Regions from separate parts of the Rattus norvegicus genome. Here region 2 is linked to region 1. The links are chromatin contacts, called in public Hi-C maps. All regions are on one chromosome and are shown on one strand. Each heading gives the region's core, a stretch centred on a gene start, on an enhancer-like site or on the middle of the called end of the contact. The rest is flanking DNA. Distances are from core to core; before and after follow the strand shown. Region 1 overlaps Spata13 (spermatogenesis associated 13). Region 2 holds the start of C1qtnf9 (C1q and TNF related 9).

Region 1 (3,902 bases), core at 1,044-3,543:
TACAGGATGGGGAGGAGCTAGGAGCAGATTCGTCTAAGAGGAAGGTGCCTCAGGCTAGGGACAAGGTAGTGTGCTGCTCCACATTCCTGCAGGAACCGTGGGCCAGGCAGTGATGGTCTCTGAGACTGTCTCTAGGTTCTGGACCATAGGAGACAGAGCTGGACTAACTCCATGCCTGCCCATTGTACTGTTACTGCTGGTGGTGCATCTCCACCCTGCACGGAACAGTCAGACTCCTGGTGGATGATTGAGACTTCAGATCTCGCAGAATCTAAAATGTAGAATGCTTTTCTTTGACATGCGTACCCACCGTAAGTGTTCATCGTTTGAGTTGCCAGCATCTCTCCCTTTGTGCTTTGGTGCTGTCATTAAGTACAAAGATTACTTGAACTCAGCACTGCAGTGCCACTGACTCTGAGATGGCTACTGAATGACCAGTAGGAAAGAGTGTAGTGTATGTGGCGTGGGTAAGCCAGACAGAACGGTCATCTACATCCTACCCAGGACAGGAAAGGTTGGTGTAAAATGCAAAGAAAATCCTAGGAATCGCCTACTTTGGGAACATTCCTTTTAATGACTTTTGGGTCATTTGTCTGAACATAACTGGAACCATCGAAATGAATGGGGATGGGCGGCCTTTGACGGCAGTCCCCAGCCTCACTGACTCAGAGCATCAGATGTACTCTGAGGTGGTGTCTGTAGCCCAGTAAAGCTGGTCCATACTTTACGCCTGTAACATTTCTGGTTCTAATTGAAAATTGTCAGTTACAGCTGTTTTTAGAGATTTCTCATTACAAGTGGGGAGAAATATTTCACTGTGAAGTTCATTCACCCCGGAGTCCAGCTTGTGGGCAACTGGGTTTTACAATATTCCCATCTCGAATTCTTTCCTGTAGTCTCCTTCATAAGCATCTCTGGCAGAGGTCCCGTGATTTATAAGGCTTGCCATGAAGCCAGTAATTGAATTGCGGTCCTTGTTAGTTAATGGGGGTCAAAGCATCAGTTCTAAATAATGCAACTTGGTGTGCTGCTCGGAGATTCTGGGAAAGCTTTTGTCCCTTCCTGTGATTTTCGCTTTCCACTCTAACACAGTGAACAGCGATGGCCTTGTCCAGCTCGTGAACTAACAGTGAATGGTTAGTTTTCTAAACCTGTTCAGATGGAGTCTGAATGTAAATTTAAATGTCTTTAAAGTAAATGCTTACTAGTGTAATAAAAATGTAAGCGTCAACCCAGAAAAATAGTGACGAGCAGGGCCTCTAGTGCTACTGGAGTGGCTGAGGCAGGAGGACTGCTGTTCAGATACAAACTTAGTGAGACCCTGTGTCAAAGTAAAAGAGTAATAGGACAAATGACAATGAAACTGTATCATTGAAAAAGGGGGCCATGAGATAGCTCAGGGCTGGGATGCTTGTCTAGCATGTGTGAAGCCTCTAAAGTTAATCACCAGTTAAAACGAAGGAAAAATACAAAGGGAAAAATACAGAAGTGATGACCTGTCACCTAAATAATGATACAGTCTTGTATCAAGGTAATAATCTTGAATAAGTCTAAGCGTGCAATCTCCTGGTTCTCAAACCTTAACAGCCCATAGATTTGTTCACATTACCACAGTATCATTGTACTTTGGTAATACATGTAAGGCGCCTGCCCCACGGAAACCCATGATAAGGATTTTCTTATTCACTTTAGTGTTACGGAGAATGGGAAATGCTCCTTGGAAGTCATGGCTAGAGAAAGGGACCCCTGCAATTGGTCTTGCAATGATTAGGTTTTATACACAGGGCGTGTAGACATCTGGCCCTATTTCCCATGATTCTCAGCACTCATTGCATTGGGCCACCCCTCCCAGTTTGTTCCAGTTTGTTCTGGACCGCCTCACCCCCCCCACACTCCCCCCACCCCCACCCCTGGCTCTTGCCTGAGAGTAGAGCCTGGTCACCTTCATTCACCTCCTCCCAGGCAGACCGTGTTCCCAACTGCCCTTTCCTCATGCCAACTTCCTCTCACCATCCTGAACTCCTCATGGGGCCTGGCCTGCTGCTCGCCCCTCTGGAGGATCATGGCATCATGAGTTGATTGGTAGGAGCCTCTTAGTTCATAGATGGCATGCAGCACAGGTGGTTGAGATGGATTGCTGAGATTGTGTGGCAGAAGTAGGTTTAGCATCGAGGCATAGCCCCATGACTTCCAAGGAGCATTTCCAAACATCCCAACATGCTTCTTTGTATCGCTTGAGCCTCCAGGGTCCCCTTAACACAAGGGTTGTCCTGGGCTAAAAAGGTCTTGTGGTGCCCTCTACTGGTGTCACTAACTCTAAGGCCGGAACCCTGCCTTCCCCTGTGTGACGGGCACAAGTCCATTATTACTATTCTGCTTGCAGTCAGTGCTTGCCTGCGAACTGGGCGTGGATACTTCACTCTAGGACTCCAAAGTGTATGGAAGTAAGCACACTCCCACATTGCTGAGGACAGACAGACAACCTAACTGTTGGCCCCTTTCACCTCTCAGACAGAATGAAGTCTCAGCTCCTGTGGCTTACTCAGATGCAACCCACAGCCCCTCCCCACCCCCACACCTCTCAGACACTGTCTTCTCCATTAGATTTGTGCACCATAGAGGCCACAGTAGGCCATCATCAGTCTTGCTGTTAGTAAAGTGCTGACAGGCTAAGTCAGTAGAGACTCCCACATCCTGGGTGGCATCAATCCATTATCCGTTTTCCCCTGGCTCTCCCTGACAATCCTTCCTCATTGGGCATGATCAGGGCCAAAGGGAAAGGGAAGCAGTGCGGGAGAGCAGGTAAAGCAGACTGCTTCTTCACATAGCTCAAATCCAGCTTGAGAAAAAGGTAAGCTAAGTAAAATGGAGCCCCGGGTTCTCTACAGTTCCCTCCTCCTGCCTTCACTGCTTTTGGAGGTAAAGGCCTTGACTAGAATCTAAAACCAGCTGGGATTTGATTTCTCTAGGTGCTGGGATTGGAGTCATGTGCCCAGAGGACAGAGCCCAGCTGTGCCTCTGTGCCTCCAGGCACTGGTTTACTGTACCATTCAGAGAGGACCAGCTGCAGGACCTCTAGACAAATGCCCTCACCTGCCCACTCGGCCATGCAGCTGTCTGTAAAGCAGAGTGCATTCTGATAGCCTCAGATGTCTGTGAATGCTCAGTGATGCTGTATTTATATCTGCACCTCACCATAGCCAACAGCCTAGAAATGTAAGCATTGTCTGACCGATGGCCTCTTGTGGTCTCATAATCTGAACCTCAATTCTTAATTTATTTATTGGGAATAAAAGGGCCATGACATTGAAGTCTAGTTCAGCCTTGACTGATGGGAAAGGTTAAAGATGCAGTGTTCTCATTTTGGGGGCGTAGGTAGTGCTGTGGGGAGGCTTGGGCAAAGGCAGGAGGACTGGGTACCAGTGTGTATAGAGGATGGAGGGTATTTTATTCATATGCCTGAGTCTTGACTTTCTAAGAATCCCATGTGTTTCCTCACATCACTCTGTGGACAGGTACAACTTTCGGGCTGTCTTCTACCACGACCTTTCCTCAGGCCTCTCTGGCTTGGTGTGTTGGGCTGTGAGTTGCTGTAATGCTGTAAGGTTCTCTCATAGCTTTCCTTAGACACTTGGCCTATGTCAGAACTCCCTGGAGTCCACTCACCGAGCTCCCTGCTCACACAGGCTGGCGTTTCAGTAGGCATGTCCGGAAGGCACTGTGGGGTTGATGTTTGATAATAAAAGGTCCTTCCCCATTCACACAAAGAACAAGGTCTCACCATTTGCCTTCTAGCGTTTTCTCAGGATTTCAGGATTTCTCCGTTGTGTTAAATGTGCGTCCCTAGCTGTCTTTTGTTGTTGTTGTTGTTGTTTTTGTTTCTCCTTTTAGGAATATATATT
Region 2 (3,902 bases), core at 684-3,183, 84 kb after region 1:
GACAGTACCAATGGGTCAAAGAGATGGACACCTTGGGTTTTGCCATTACAAAGGCTCATGGGCATCTACATTGCTGCCTGTGGTACACAGGATCTGGGGGTCTGATGGGTTGCACTAACCCATGTGTTCTTTGGTTTGGGGGGCGGTGTTGCTTCTTAAATATTAAAAGCTGCCATCGCATCGTCCTTGCCTCCAACCCTCACTGCCCAGCCCGCTGCTCTGCACTCAATATCAGGGACTGGGGATGTAACTCTGAAACTATGGCCGGGTGAACTTCTGAGTCCCATGACCTTGTATCAAACGCAGAGCCCCCTGCAGGACCTTGCATGCCGATCCTCTTACAGGGAGTAGTTTGCCTACAGATCTCCCCCTCTCGCCCAGATCTCAGCTCCAAGCTGAGGCTGAAGACAGATTAAAACGGAAACAAATACAAACAGGCAAGAACCCAAGTAAAAGGACCAGTGTCTACAGAGGAAAGCACTGAGAATGTGCTTCTCGCAAAACCAGATGGTGCGCGCGCGCAGGCCTGTGCCCCAACCTGCTTGTGTGCTCAGGAATGCACCACCACCACAGGCTCAAGTGCACTGGGAGTTAAAGCCAAGGACTCTTATGTGCGACACGAGTGCTCTAGCACTGAGCTGTAGCCACACCCCAAATGTGCATGTTTGGCATGTTGCTGCTAATGCCACGTAATTTTAGTACCTCTATGTGGTACTGGGATGGAACTCGGGGCTTCGTGTGCGAGGCAACTTTTCCACAGCTGAGTCACATCCTCTCAGCTTTAATGTTTTGTTGTTTTTAGTGCGGTAAAAATAGATACATAAATCCAAACGTACCAGGTTAACCATTTTAACCCGTATGACTGAATAGCAATAAATACAGTCACATCAGTCAGCAACCATCGCCACCATTGACCCGCAGAGGTTTCATCTTTCACTGAACAGCGCCCCCTCCCGTCAGCTACAGGCACCTGCTGTATTGCTTGCTCCACGATTTGGATCACTTTGCATACGCACCAGATCTGTCTTTCAGTCCCAGATTGTCACCACCTAATGTCCTGGAGGGGGGCAGGATTTTCTGCTTTTCTGAGATCGGATGACATTCCACTGTATGTATATACCACGTATTCTATAATCACTCATCCACTGATGTGCATATGGGTTGCTCCCCCTAGTGGCTGCCAGGAGCATTGCCGCCAGGAACCCGAAGCATGTTTTGTTCTCGTTTTTTTGTTATTCCCAGGAATAGAATTGCTGGGTCAGGTGGCAATTTTATATGTCAATTATTTTATGTGACAATTATTATTTTAGGGTGATTTTTCATGTATACTGTGATCAAGTTTAGTCTTTACATTAGCCGCATGGGATAAGAAAACATTTTTTACGTGGCTTAAAAAAGTGGCTTGCTCAAATTGAAACAATAGACACAAGAGTCTCCTGACCTCTAAACTTGTCTTCCACACCCACTGACCATTAAAACCGGTCCCAACCACGTGTTACCACCCGAGAACAATGTCCCTTTCTCTTCTTTCTTTTTCTTTCTTCTTTTGCAACAATAGGGTCTCACTGCATAGCGGTATACTGTGCTGACCCGGAACTTGTGACTTTTTTCTCAGCCTTCTGAGTGCTGGGATTAGTCAGGTGCCATCGTGCCAGGCGTGTGGCAAGCTCCTTCTAGTCCAGCTTGGTCAGCGACCTGGTCTCTGGTTTTTTCCTGCCCTGCCTGTCTGACACAGTGCGATCTGGTTCAGGCCTTTGTCGTGGCAGAGAGAGGAGGCCATGTCACTCCTCAACACCTCTGCCCAGAGACCAAGGCCTGTCCCACTGCAGAAAGGAGAGGCCGTGTTCATGCCCAGCAACTACACCTGCACCCAGCGGCCATGCCCCTTCCGGTTTCTGTTTCCCTCTTTCAGTCCAGACCGTGTCGTCTGACCATGAGGATTTGGTGGCTTCTACTGGTTATGGACGCAGGGAGCGTATTCTCCCAGGACACCTGCCGGCAAGGGCACTCTGGCATCCCTGGGACTCCAGGTCACAATGGCCTACCCGGAAGAGACGGACGAGACGGTGCCAAGGGTGACAAAGGAGACACAGGTACCTGAGACTTGGCAGCTTCTTAGAGCCTTCTCTTATCCCTCAGCCACCCACTCGCCACCAGCGTATTGTTCCACCTGCCCTCACCCACCCATGTGCCCTGCAGGCACTTCTCAAAGCCCTGCTCTGCCACATGGCATTATGCCAGGTGCTGAATGAAGTGCAGGCCAAGGCCAGCAGCACCCTGCCCCCACAGGCTTCTCACCGCCAGGCGATGGCCGTTAACAAGTGTTTCTGCGGTCATGGGCATTTGAGTGGGATACTACAGGTGGGGTGCGTCGTTCCTGTCATGAGGCCAGTGGAGCAATCTAATGACTAAGTACAGTAGCAACCCCCACCCACAGGGAGAAGGCCCACCGTGGACGCCGATAGCCATAGGAAGCACAGAACCCTACTCATGTCTTGCTTCCTCCTGTATGTATGTGTATACATACATAGATATATGTACATACACACACACATATACACATATATATTCTACGATGATGTTTAATTTCTAAGGTAGGTAATGAATAAATAATCATTAATAATAAAACAGATTAAGTGCTACACATCTCTTAAGTTACCAGCATCAATGCTCTTACACTTAGAGAAATGTATTAAGTTACAGTTAAGGTTATGTGGCCATCAGCATTGTGAGACTGACTAGACCATTTGAATAACTGAGAGGGCTGCAATGACTGATGGGGGAGGGGTACCACATAGCTTCCCAGGAGCTGTGACCGTGGCATGTGTCACCATGTCTGGGTCTGTGCTTAGTTTCGAATGTATTAAGTTTTTTTTTATATGTAACTTTTTATTTATGTATGTTTTTAGTGTATGAGTGTTCTGTCTGCACGCACACCTGCATGCCAGAGGAGGGTATCAGACCCCTTTATAAATGGTCGTGAGCTGTACCATGTGGTTGCTGGGAATTGAACTCAGGACCTCTGGAACAGCAGCCAGTGCTCTTAACCACTGAGCCATCTCACCAACCCCGAATATATGAAGTTTTAATGTTTATTATAAGATATTTTGTACACACGAAGAGGAGAGGTGATTACTAGATAAATCAAAAGGAATATACTTAAACCTGTGATGCCAAATTTGTTTACCTCTCCCTTTGCAAATCTTTCTCCATCTTGCTTGGTTGTTATTCCCTTCCACTTCAGTTTTTCATTTTTTTAGACATTTAAATTTTTTTATGTGTATGGATGTTTTTTCCGCATGTGTATTTAGGTACCACATGCTTGTAGCCCTTAGAGACTAGAAGAGGGCATTGAATCTAGGTTCTCTGGAAGAGCAGCCAGTGCTCTTAACTGCTAAGCCATCTTTGCATCCTAATTCTCTCTCTCTCTCTCTCTCTCTCTCTCCATCACTTCCTCTTTTCCTCCCTCCCTCCCTCCCTCCCTCTGTCTCTCCATAGTGTTGCATATGTCCCAGCTGGCTTCATATGTGATATGTACCCAAAGACGAACTTGACCTCTTCATCCTCTTGCCTCTGTCTCTTGAGTACTGGGATTATAGGCATGTACTACTGTACCTGATTCAAAATCTATCTATCTATCTATCTATCTATCTATCTATCTATCTATCTATCTATCTATCTATCTATCTATCATCTATCCATCCATCTATCTATCTTTCCCTCCATCTCTTCCTCTCTGTACTCTGTGTGTGTGTGTGTGTGTGTGTGTGTGTGTGCGCGCGCGCGCGCATCGTTTTCAGGTATCTCCCTCTATTCTGCTCAGCTTCACAGAGGGCAGTGTCTTTTGTATAACCTGAAGCTTTCCATGTTGACCAAGCTGGCTGTCTGGGTAGCAGATCCTG

Evidence for each region. A called contact is a pair of places that touch in the nucleus more often than the background predicts.
Region 2: a contact with region 1 is called in a Hi-C map of Schwann cells, with 6 times the contacts expected there. The contact joins the promoter of C1qtnf9 here to the enhancer-like site in region 1. A contact is called at or near these places in 2 of 12 Hi-C or Micro-C datasets (the Rat2 cell line and Schwann cells).

Annotation. Positions count from the first base shown.
Region 1 is chr15:39,004,993-39,008,894 of GRCr8, forward strand. The region is part of intron 1 of Spata13 (spermatogenesis associated 13); the gene reads left to right. Among named protein-coding and RNA genes, the nearest start is that of Spata13, 52 kb to the left of the region's middle. Within about 2 kb of position 2,294, at least 10 of the 93 cell types and tissues checked have an H3K27ac peak or open chromatin away from gene starts, as enhancers often do. A contact at or near this core is called in Schwann cells, where this site is marked.
Region 2 is chr15:39,089,506-39,093,407 of GRCr8, forward strand. C1qtnf9 (C1q and TNF related 9) reads left to right here and starts at 1,934. Exons shown (of 3, transcript NM_001191891.1): 1 at 1,934-2,093. The coding sequence starts at 1,934.